Linked DNA regions of Mus musculus: region 2 is linked to region 1. Evidence: chromatin contacts called from public Hi-C data. All regions are on one chromosome and are shown on one strand. Each heading gives the region's core, a stretch centred on a gene start, on an enhancer-like site or on the middle of the called end of the contact. The rest is flanking DNA. Distances are from core to core; before and after follow the strand shown. Region 1 holds the start of Inhba (inhibin beta-A). Region 2 overlaps Sugct (succinyl-CoA glutarate-CoA transferase).

Region 1 (5,121 bases), core at 934-3,433:
AGAAAATTCATAGTGTTCTTTATAGGAATTCTAGTATTATAATTATGATTATAGGAAAATATTTTTTTCAGGAAAATCTGTATGTCCATGTGGTGATGGTCTCCCTGCTTTGACTCACACTATTAATTTACACCTTGAAATTGAATGCCTGCTTCATACATCATTTATCACCTCGGACTTGGGAAATGGTCTTCCTTTGCAAGTGAACTTCATAAGTATCCTGCCTAGATGAGTCCCATCCTAACTAGCAAAAACAACAGTAACACACACACACACACACACACACACACACACACACACCTGCATCTTTTCTTTAAAAGCTAGAACTTCAAGTCCAATCATTTGTAAACACTATAAATATGAGTTTAATGAAAAGAAGTGAACTCTCCTTAAAATAGAAGTAAAGTTAGGTTTGGGTTTTCTTTTGCCTGGGTCACACTGGCAGGGAGATAACATAGAGAGAGACGAATGCCCCGATAAGCACAGTGAAGAAGGGCTGTTGTTCTCGGGGCGAAGTACAGCTAAGGCACTGACCAGGTTCTTATGACAAGTTGGATAAAACGTGCAAAACTGGGGACTAATGAAAGCCATATGACCAGATATGTTGTTTCGTGTGCCGGATTTAAGATGCATAAAATAAACTTTTCACTGTGCCCATAAGCAAACTGTAGAGGCTCTGGTCTCCTGATGTGAAGTGGGGAAGGTTTCTTTATGACACCAGGAGCTGTCTGTGAAAGGGTCTCTCTTGAGGGCTTTCAAAGTGTGGATGCTAGCTATATGTGGGGGAAGGGGAGGGGCAAGGGGAAGGAGTATTCTAAGATCCGCATAAGAGAACTGAAGTAGGAAATAAAGTTGCAGGGGAAAATGACAGGAATATGGGTGGCAAAGACAGAAAGATAATCAGTGATAGTCATTTCCATTCCAACCCCAACCCCGGGGTGAACATAAACCTTTGGAAGAGAGGCACTTCCATGCTGTTTGATAAGAATCCCTGAGCATCTAAACTCATTTCTTGCCTCACACATAACTTCAGGGAAAGTCCCACTTGCACCCGAATGTAGATTGTAGACTGGCTTGGCACAGAAAAGTGCCCGAATCAGACCCCAGCTCCGGGGCGCCCTCCTAATTTAAACTCAAGCCTCAGTGTTTCCATCTATAAAGTGGGATGTATAATTTCAGGATCAAAACTCAGTGGTCACAAAAGAATGTTATTTCGGAGCATCCCTGTAGTTTCTTAAGCATGTGTGTCATAAGAATGTTCAAGACCCTGACTGCAGGGGCCGCCTCACACAGGGTCACTCTGAGACCCTGTTGGCCTTTGACACCCTGAAAGTGCCAACCTGCTAAGCCAGTCTAGCAGCTATGACGTAGCTGAATCTCCCCCAACCTCAGAGCTGGAACCACTTTGGGAAAGCCTCCTCTCCTCCATGGAAATCCAGGTGGGGGTGGTGGAGGAAGCAGGTAGGTTAAAATGCTTCTGTGGAATATTCTGGGCTGAGGATCAGCGTTTCCCAGCTGAATTCCAGGGCCCAGGGCGTGCGCTGGTCAGCGCAGCTCTGAGCGGGGTTGGTTTCTCTTTCACTTCCTGCCCCTCCCGCGGAGACTCCCTGCACCCAGGCCCTGTCCCTTTTCAGCTTGCCACCGTACCTTGAGCAGCACCTGCTGGCAGTTTCCAGGGATCACTCCCGAATGCGCAGCTCCAGCCCGGCTCGCGGGACGCCTGGACTCAGGGGCCAAGCTGGTCCAAGCGGCCGCCTCTATTTTTACCCTGAACACCAGCAAGGGCAACTTCGTTTAAAAGCGCAGCTCTTGATTTTTCCCCCCCTTTTGGCAGCTAAAGAATTCAGGGAGGGGAAAGAAAAAAAAAAAATCACTGTTCAGTGAGTGCAGCCGGGAATCTCTGATCCCAGCCCTCGGTGCCAGGGAATGTCAGGGACCAGGACCTGCAGTGGGGCTGCCGGTCTCCTGGCCAACGGAGGCGAGCGGCAGCTCAGGCCCCGCACCCGCAGACTGCCCCTTCCCGAGTGTAGAGTTCGGTCCCACCGACTACCGCACTGGCAGAGTGGCCCGCTGCCACCGCGCTCTGCACCTAGCGGAGGCGTTCTGATTTACTGGCTACTTCACAAAGCTCCAACTCCACGCTGGCCCGGTGCTGCCTGGAGGAGCAGCCACTAGCGAACCCCGGGAGCAGCTTGCTGTGAGGAGGAGCCCGGAGGGAAACTGGTACCTTATTTTACTGTAATTGCAAAAGAAGAGATGTGCCAGAGATTTATATTTAGAAGTTGTATGTTTCTACTTTTATGTAAATGGAGCAATTAGGGCCTGTCTTGTTTCTGCTAACTCGGATGCGTGAGCATTGCTGGGGAGCTGGTGTTTTCAATCACAATTAGTGAGCTGGTCAAGAAACAAAGTTCCTTTGAGGATAGAGCTCCTTTGTGTGGATGAGGGAAACCTGCGTTTCAGTGCTGGCCGGTGGCTTGTGGTGACACACATCTTAGGGGCATAGCTAACTCTGGACTAGTGTGTTTGCCCTGTGCAGCAGCTGGGCCCATATAAAGTTGGCAGAGATCAAGTCGTGAGAATATTCACTTTTCCTCTCAAGCAAACCGTATGTCCTTAAGCTTTCATGCAGGCTATTAATCGCTCTTCCCTCACTATCCCTGAAGCAAGGAGACAGGCTTGGAAAGGAAGCCGTTTTCCACGACTCTGACTCTGTGGTTAGCTGCTGCTCACAGATCCTGTGATTCAGTGAAACATGCAAGCCAGAGAATGTGGACACCTTAAGCAGGTGACTGACAAGTGTCCTCTGATTCAACTGAATGACAGGAGGCTGGTGGTTCAGAGGCACAGACAAGCTGCTGATAACTCAGGGTGTTTGGTTCCTTCCTATGAAAAATCTGTTTCAAAAAAAAAAATTCATGATTTCTGCCTGCCTTGCTGGGAAAGTAAACATGAAACGTGACTATAAAAATGAAAAGAACCTTTGAGGTGTTCTCATCAGCTACGTGTTGTTCTGGGCTTAAGGGGTGGTGGGGGGGGGGGGAAGACCTGGCCTCCTTGGTTAGGGTTACCCTCTCCCCCACAAGAGACAGCACAACATCCAGAAAACATGGGCAGGACTCTGAATGATATTTGCTGCAGTAAACTGTGGAAGTCCCTGTCTAACCATCCCATCAAACGGCTTTGGTAGAGTATGGGGTTGGCAAACCTGTCTGTTTCCTACAGGCCACAGCCTGCAACTAGTTTGGGCCAAATGTTAGATACCAGGATTTGGGCCAGAGATGGAGCGGCACTTTGCAGTCAAAAATCCAACTAGGGGGCTGTGTGCTTCTAAGCTAGAACAAGAATGAATAGTTCAAAACCGAACTGGAAAGGGGGGCATTCACATTGCTCTGAACTGTATCCAAAACAACAAATAAGAGACGGTTAACCCCAAACTCCCTGATTCCTAAGACTCACATTTTTTCTCAGAACCACCTGAGTATCCCTTCAGGCCTCATGCTGTCTATGAGGACCTGCCTTCAGGATATTGAAGACTGTCATCTGAACAGTGGCCCCAGATGCTACAGTTAAAAAATGGGAAAAGAAAAAGAAGGAAAAATTCCGTAAGTAAAGCGTTGTTGTTCACTCCAGAACAGCGGTTCTCAGCTGAACTGGTTTCTCTCTCCGGGACATCTGACAATGCGTTCAGCTGTCATAACCAGGAAGGAGGTGCCACTGGCATCTACTGAACAGAGGCCAATGCTAAGAGCTCTCCTACAATGCACAGCACAGGATGGTGCCCACGCTAGAAAAATTAGCAATGATTATACAGTGAGAAGCCCTGAGTTAGAGTCATGATTTTAAGATTTCACCCAATTCCCTTTCCATCTGTGCTGCAAGAGAACTTGGAAACCCAGACTATAACACTGGAAAAGAATCCAATTATGCAAAGTATTAGTGATTGAAGTGACCCTGCTTCCTCATGCATGCATGGTACCCAATGAGTAGAAACTCATATCAGGCAACAAATAGCAGCCTTGCAATCCCCACCCACATTCTCATATGCCCTCAGCACATTCTCAGCCAGTTTTTGGGTTAAACCAAGGGCAGTTGTGGTGGCAAGAAACAAATCTTGATGGGCTGACTCATACCCAATGTCTTCGAAGATAATGGACTCACTGAGAAAAAGTAAATGAAGAACTGGGTTCTTCACTTTAGCCGTTTAGTAACAGCTCCATCAATGCAACAGTGAATTCCCCAAAGTAAATTTTGCAAATATGAGATAGCCATACTTAACTTAAAAAGAGAGAAAGAGAGAAAGCTAATAGTTTTTATTTTTATTGCCTAGTACTCAAGGTAATGACATAATATTAATATCCAAAGAAATAAAACAGAGTTCTTGCCTAAATCATAACGTTCACTCCAAGCAACAAATGATCCTGCAAGTGCCCTTCTCATAAGAAAGTGGAAGGAAGGCTGTGGCCCTCCAGGTGCTGTTCCTATGAGAAGAGCCAGATATGATTGTGACAGACACAGAAAAGGTGTCATCAACAACAAACGATAAATATCAAAGACAGAAACAGCCTACAACAAGCCAGCTTAGGTATGAATACTGTTCAGGAGACAAGGGCTACTGTCCCAAGTTCATGGCTTAGCGTCTCAGTGGCTCAGGTCACCCAGAAAGGAGAGAGTAAGTCAGAGTTCATTTGTCAATGGACAGAGCCATGAAAGGACTGTCTTAGACATCATGACGCCATGTCATCTCCTCCAAGATATGAATCATAGTCTACTCAGGTAAATGGTCATTTTAGAACCAAAAGCTTCAATCAACTCCCAAATGATTCATAAATGCCTGGATTTCTTCCCAAGAATGGCTAGCACATACAAAGCCTCAATAATCACTTGTGACCTATAGAGAAACTATATAAATATGCCTTCTGAAAGTTCTGACCAACATGCATATGTTCATTAATTTTGTAACTCAGTTAAAACCTAATCAGGAAACATCTGCTACAGAAATTGACTTATTTCCCCTAAAAGACTATGGAAAACATTTTCAAAGGAATATAGAACAGAGTGCCGCTATACTTTTCCTTACCTGGAACCTCTAGGATAACAAGTCCCATATTCCTGGCTTGA
Region 2 (5,121 bases), core at 1,719-4,218, 890 kb before region 1:
GGTGTTGTTTGTGGATCTAACCAAGTGCATAGTCATCCTCCGTCCTCGAAAAGGAGAAAGAGCTGCTTGTAAAATACAGCCTCGCAAGGAAAAGCCCCTCCGAAAAAGCAAGAATTTGCACAATATGGAGTGACAGTTCAGGGCACAGCTTGATCTTCTTGACTTGTGTTCCCTATAAACTTTTTAAAAGATTTAGGAATCTTTGTCTTATGTGTCTACATGTTTTGCCAGCATAAGGGGATGTGCACCACATGTGTGCCTGCAACCTGTAAAGTTTCAAAGAGGGCATCAGAACCCCTGAAACTGGAGTTCTGGGTGGTTGTGAGCCAGCCTGTGGGAGGAGAGAACTGAAACTGGGTCCTTTTTAAGAGCAACAAGGGCTTTTAACCATTGAGACATCTCTTCAGCCACATATACAGTCTTCCCTGAGTCTGTACACAGAAGTGCTAGGGTTTGTCAGTTTGGGAGATTCCATCTGGAGTTGCAGAGTCCTGCTGTCTACTATCACATGCTCTGAGGTTTCCTGAGAGTACAGCTCACAAAGTCCCAATTCAGTATTAATTCTTGTGAGACGGTACCCGACTGCTTCAGCTTCAGTGGCCACCAATACAGCTGTTTTCAATCACCCACCATTAGATCTCCAGTCTTGTTCTTGGGCCCTCTCAGTGCCACCTTTACCACCCATCTATGCCTATATGCTCCCACTCCTGGCTCCACATTCTGCCAGTGCTGCTCATGTTCCGCCAGTCCAAGTCTACAGTATTTTCCTTATCCCTTTATCCAACTAAGACTGATATAAGTACTGTGAATAGTACTGTAATAAGCATTGGGTTGAAGCTTTGTCTACTGTTCACTGGCTGATACTCTCTAAGGTCTATGGAGAAGGAAGAGGAAAAAAGGATACTTGTATTTGAAATGACCTCAACAGAATGTCAGAATGTTTTCTCTCTTTAAAAAAAAAAAATTGGATATTTGATTTATTTACATTGCAAATGTTACCCTCTTTCCCAGTTTCCCCCCTGGAAACACCCTATCCCACCCACCCTCGCCCTGCTTCTATGATGGTGCTCACCCACCCACCCACTCACTCCTACCTCCCTGCCCAGGCATTCTCCTACAGTGGGGCATCAAGCCTTCCCAGGACCAAGGGCCTCTACTCCCATTGATGTCCCACAAGGCCATCCTCTGCTACATTTGGAGGTGGAGCCATGGCCCCCTTCATGTGTACTCTTTGGCTGGTTCTTTAGTCTCTGGGAGCTTTGGGGGTACTGGTTGGTTGATATAGTTGTTCTTCCTATGGGTTACCAACCTCTTCACCTCTTTTAGTTCTTTAACTCTTCCACTGGGGACCCTGTGTTCAGTCCAATGGTTGGCTGCAAGCATTCAATCTGTATTTGTCAGGCTCTGGCAGAGCCTCACAGGAGACAGGTATATCAGGCTCCTGTCAGCAAGCATTTCTTGGCATCCACAATAGTATCTGGGTTTGATGTCTGTATATGGGATGGATCCCCAGGTGAGGCAGTCTCTGAATGGTCTTTCCTTCAGTTTCTGCTCCACACTTTGTCTCCATATTTCCTCCTGTTAGTATTTGGTCCCCCCTTCTAAGAAGGACCGAAGCATCCACACTTTGGTCTTCCTTCTTGAGCTTCATGTGGTCTGTGAGTTGTATATTGGGTATTCCTAGCTTTTAGGCTAATATCCACTTATCAATGAGTGCATACCATGTGTGTTCTTTTGTGACTAGGTTACCTCACTTAACATGATATTTTCTAGTTCCAACCATTTGCCTAAGAATTTCATGAATTCATTGTTTTTAATAGCTAAGTAGTACTCCATTGTATAAATGCCAGAATGCTTTCAAGTTCAGAATTTGGATTAGAGTATTAGTTATCTTATTTTGAGTGTTTTCAATATCTGAAGCATTCATAAAATGTTTGTTAGAAAAGTTGAAATCAATAAGAAAAGAAGATATAGAACTATAATAATAAGAATTTTTACCAACTGCTTCTTCTAAACCAAAACTAAAGTTTCCAATTCTGAAAGCCTCCAGCCTGCAGATATTTAAATGCTATGGGACTATAAAAAGTTCTCCTTAGCTCTTGACTCCTGGGTGACCAAATATGGTTCTTAACTTCAGACCATTGCTGTGTCCAGGCCTTCACCCTTCCTTGACCAGTTCTGGTCTCTATGTAGACACATAGAACATGCATTGAGCTTAACTGTTCGAAATAGAGCTCTGACTTCCCCAACAATGGTTTGTGCAACATCACCCATCCCATAAAACTTACAAGTGCACCATTTTAGTTTCCATAAGCAAGCACTCTTCCATAGCCCCTCGATTAAAAACAAGTACTCCCAACAGCTACCTAGCTATTCTCCCTCAGGCCACCACACTATTTCTTTTGGAAAGAGTTACTTTAAAATGCACAAATGCAAACTCAAAAGCTTCCAAAGGCTTCTCTGTACTAAGAACCCAGAAAGTCCCATCAGCAGTCTGTGGAATGCTCATCAGCAGGTCTTACTTCACTCCTGCTGTACTGTCTGTTTAGTAGTCACAATGTCTTTCTGGGGATCAACTTAACTGTATCTTAGTCACATACAAAATGACTGACATACATATTGCTGCTCTTGCCTCTGCTCAGAGTCTTTCAAATTACACAATTTCCTTCCTTTTCTTAGCTTAGTTTCTCTGACCACCCCATCAACCTGTTGTTTCCATTTGCCTTGCCTAGACTCATCTCTCTAGGTCAATGATTGGATGTTTTATATGTTGGAGACAAAGAATACCCTCTGTGTCACACAATGTAAGGCACAAATAGAAAGGGTGCACAAATGCTGGTTCAAACAGAGCTCTCAAAGCTCACTGGGGCAGGAAGGGCCACTTGATTTTTATTCTAACACAGTGAAGCATGACTTCCCTATCCACTGGGGTCTGACATCACACTCTTTCTTGGTTGCCTAATTTTAAAAGAATTGATGCAAAGGAAACAAAGGAAAGATGAAAGGAGTTGGTCACAAGGTCCCAGAATGCAGCATGACCTTTGTATAAACTAAAGTTTTACCAGGTGTGGTGAAAGTGGGGTTTAATACATTTGCAAGGTGAGGGGGATAAAGAGATTTATCTTTGAATTCTTTTTGCTAAATAAAAGTTAGCACTTGACAGAAAAATCTAATATTTAATGTCTTATGTATATTTGTTCAAATAGCAAATAAATACTAGTTATTGATCAGCTGCTCACAAAGACATTCACAAATATATTAATTCATTTCTCTGGAGGAACCCAGAGAATGTAGCATTCTTTTGTACTTTCCTTTACCAGAGATTCTGCTGGTCACATTTGCATAGTAATTTAATTTTCACAAATTCTTAGAGATGTCAACATTGTCTGAATTTTAGAATTGAGAAGATGTGACCTTTCTGAAGGTTAAATATACCTTTAACTCATAACTTCTAATAAGCTCTACAGTATGCCCAGGCCTACCTCACACCAGTCTATACTTTCTTGTCCACATTCACCTCTCCTCTCTAAAAGTTGCATATTCACTTTTGACAAATGGCCTATAACCCTTCAAATACAGTGACATACACAGTTTTCAGTGTCTGGTGAATAATTCTGCCTTCTCCTCTCTCCTATTCCATCTTTATAACCTAGGCACATTCCCTTTTCTTCATTGCTTATGGCTGCTGTAGTCTCAGAGGAATGATAGCCTTCCTGGGCCACCCAGAAGTTGGATATAGGAGAGCAGGTTAGGTCAGAGAGAGCAAGCCTGGAAACAATTTGTGCTGGAAGACTTACAGATAGGTTTGTTTCTTAGAATTTTTTGGAAGGTTGTCATGTGAAACCTTAAATATACTTCCCCATAGAAACAATATTATTAGTGATAGATAGGGTCTGGGGGGCAAGGAGAAACCTTGTACAATGCAAATGTCCAAATAAGATATTACTAGATAATTTTTGAATTCCTAGAATTCACATGGATTCTGGAGGAAAGCTGTTTCTGTTCCAAATGTGGAAATCAAGAACATATTCTTTACCTCCAGTTTTTATTTCTCTGTATATGAAAGTATCCCTACTGTACACTCTTAATTCAGCTCACTGGCAACACAGCTCATTGTATATTTCCAGGTCATGGGGCCAGTGAAGGAATGAATCTTGCATGACTCTCCTGTTATCAAGAAGGGATAGTGAGAGACTCTGGAACCTGTTGTGTATGGGTACTCTGGTAGGACTGTGGTCAAGGTACATATAGAAGTCACTCTGGTTTCAGGGGAACAACAACTGTTGAACTTGGCACTTTGTAGTGAGAAGTCAGAAAAGTTAAACAGTATGAGCAATACGAAGATATTTATCATATCTCCTTAAAAGAATCCCCACGTGCAGAGATGTGGATGTCTCTAAGTATATCCTGCTATCTATGGCAAAACAGACTTAAGAGAAGTTTTAAGAAATGTTATTAGGTAAATATTAATATTACTATTATTCCTTACATGGAAAGTAAATGCTGACTTACTTCTATAACTCTTCCTTGGAGAAGGCAGCTGGCTTTTTGCTTTGCCATTTTAACTTGTACTGGGACATGAACTACCCAATTTCCCAGATCCCCTGTTTTATGCTGCTAGACTACATTGTGTTGTATTTTTAAAACTGAAATCATCTTCACAAAACATTTGCAAGTTGGGAGAAACATTAAGAATAATTATGAATATTTCTCTAGAACATTTCTTTTCCAGGATGTTGCTCATGCTCCTCATTAATAAAAAGTCACCTGATATGAGGTCAGGTGCTTCTTGTTTCTGGCCTGAAAGAGTCCATATGAGACAAGGGTCTGAAGCATCCCAGCTGGACAGTACTGGAGGCAGCATCTGGAGTTCTGAATTCTCTTCTCCCACAAATATTGCAAAGAGTTTTTCATTGGGTGAAGGACAGTGGCAAACACCACTAATAACTCCGTTAAGCAAGACTCCACCCTTTCCTATTATTGGCAATTGAACCACTGTTTCTCAGTGTTGTTTTACTATGAGATGATAAAACTGCCTACTGTGAAGGACTAAAACTTTTATTACCTAGTGCCTTCTATGTGCATGAATTTTCTTTTGTGGTGTAGAATTTTTCTTGGTTT

What was found. Hi-C and Micro-C count contacts between places; a contact is called where the count stands out from the background.
Region 2: a Hi-C map of granulocyte-monocyte progenitors shows a contact between it and region 1, with 7 times the contacts expected there. The contact joins the enhancer-like site here to the promoter of Inhba in region 1. A contact is called at or near these places in 5 of 39 promoter capture datasets (the 3T3-L1 cell line, hematopoietic stem and progenitor cells, liver and 2 more), 1 of 15 datasets of contacts at CTCF or cohesin (large pre-B cells), 2 of 484 Hi-C or Micro-C datasets (bone marrow-derived macrophages and granulocyte-monocyte progenitors) and 5 of 115 datasets of contacts at active chromatin or transcription factors (the NIH/3T3 cell line, bone marrow-derived macrophages, embryonic limb bud and 1 more).

Annotation. Positions count from the first base shown.
Region 1 is chr13:16,008,913-16,014,033 of GRCm38.p6, reverse strand. It overlaps Inhba (inhibin beta-A), which reads right to left and starts at 2,183. Exons shown (of 5, transcript NM_008380.2): 1 at 1,944-2,183; 2 at 1,648-1,834. It also overlaps the pseudogene B230303A05Rik.
Region 2 is chr13:16,896,093-16,901,213 of GRCm38.p6, reverse strand. All of the region lies in intron 13 of Sugct (succinyl-CoA glutarate-CoA transferase), which reads left to right. Among named protein-coding and RNA genes, the nearest start is that of Gm25020, 310 kb to the left of the region's middle. Within about 2 kb of position 2,968, at least 17 of the 459 cell types and tissues checked have an H3K27ac peak or open chromatin away from gene starts, as enhancers often do. A contact at or near this core is called in bone marrow-derived macrophages, granulocyte-monocyte progenitors and hematopoietic stem and progenitor cells, where this site is marked.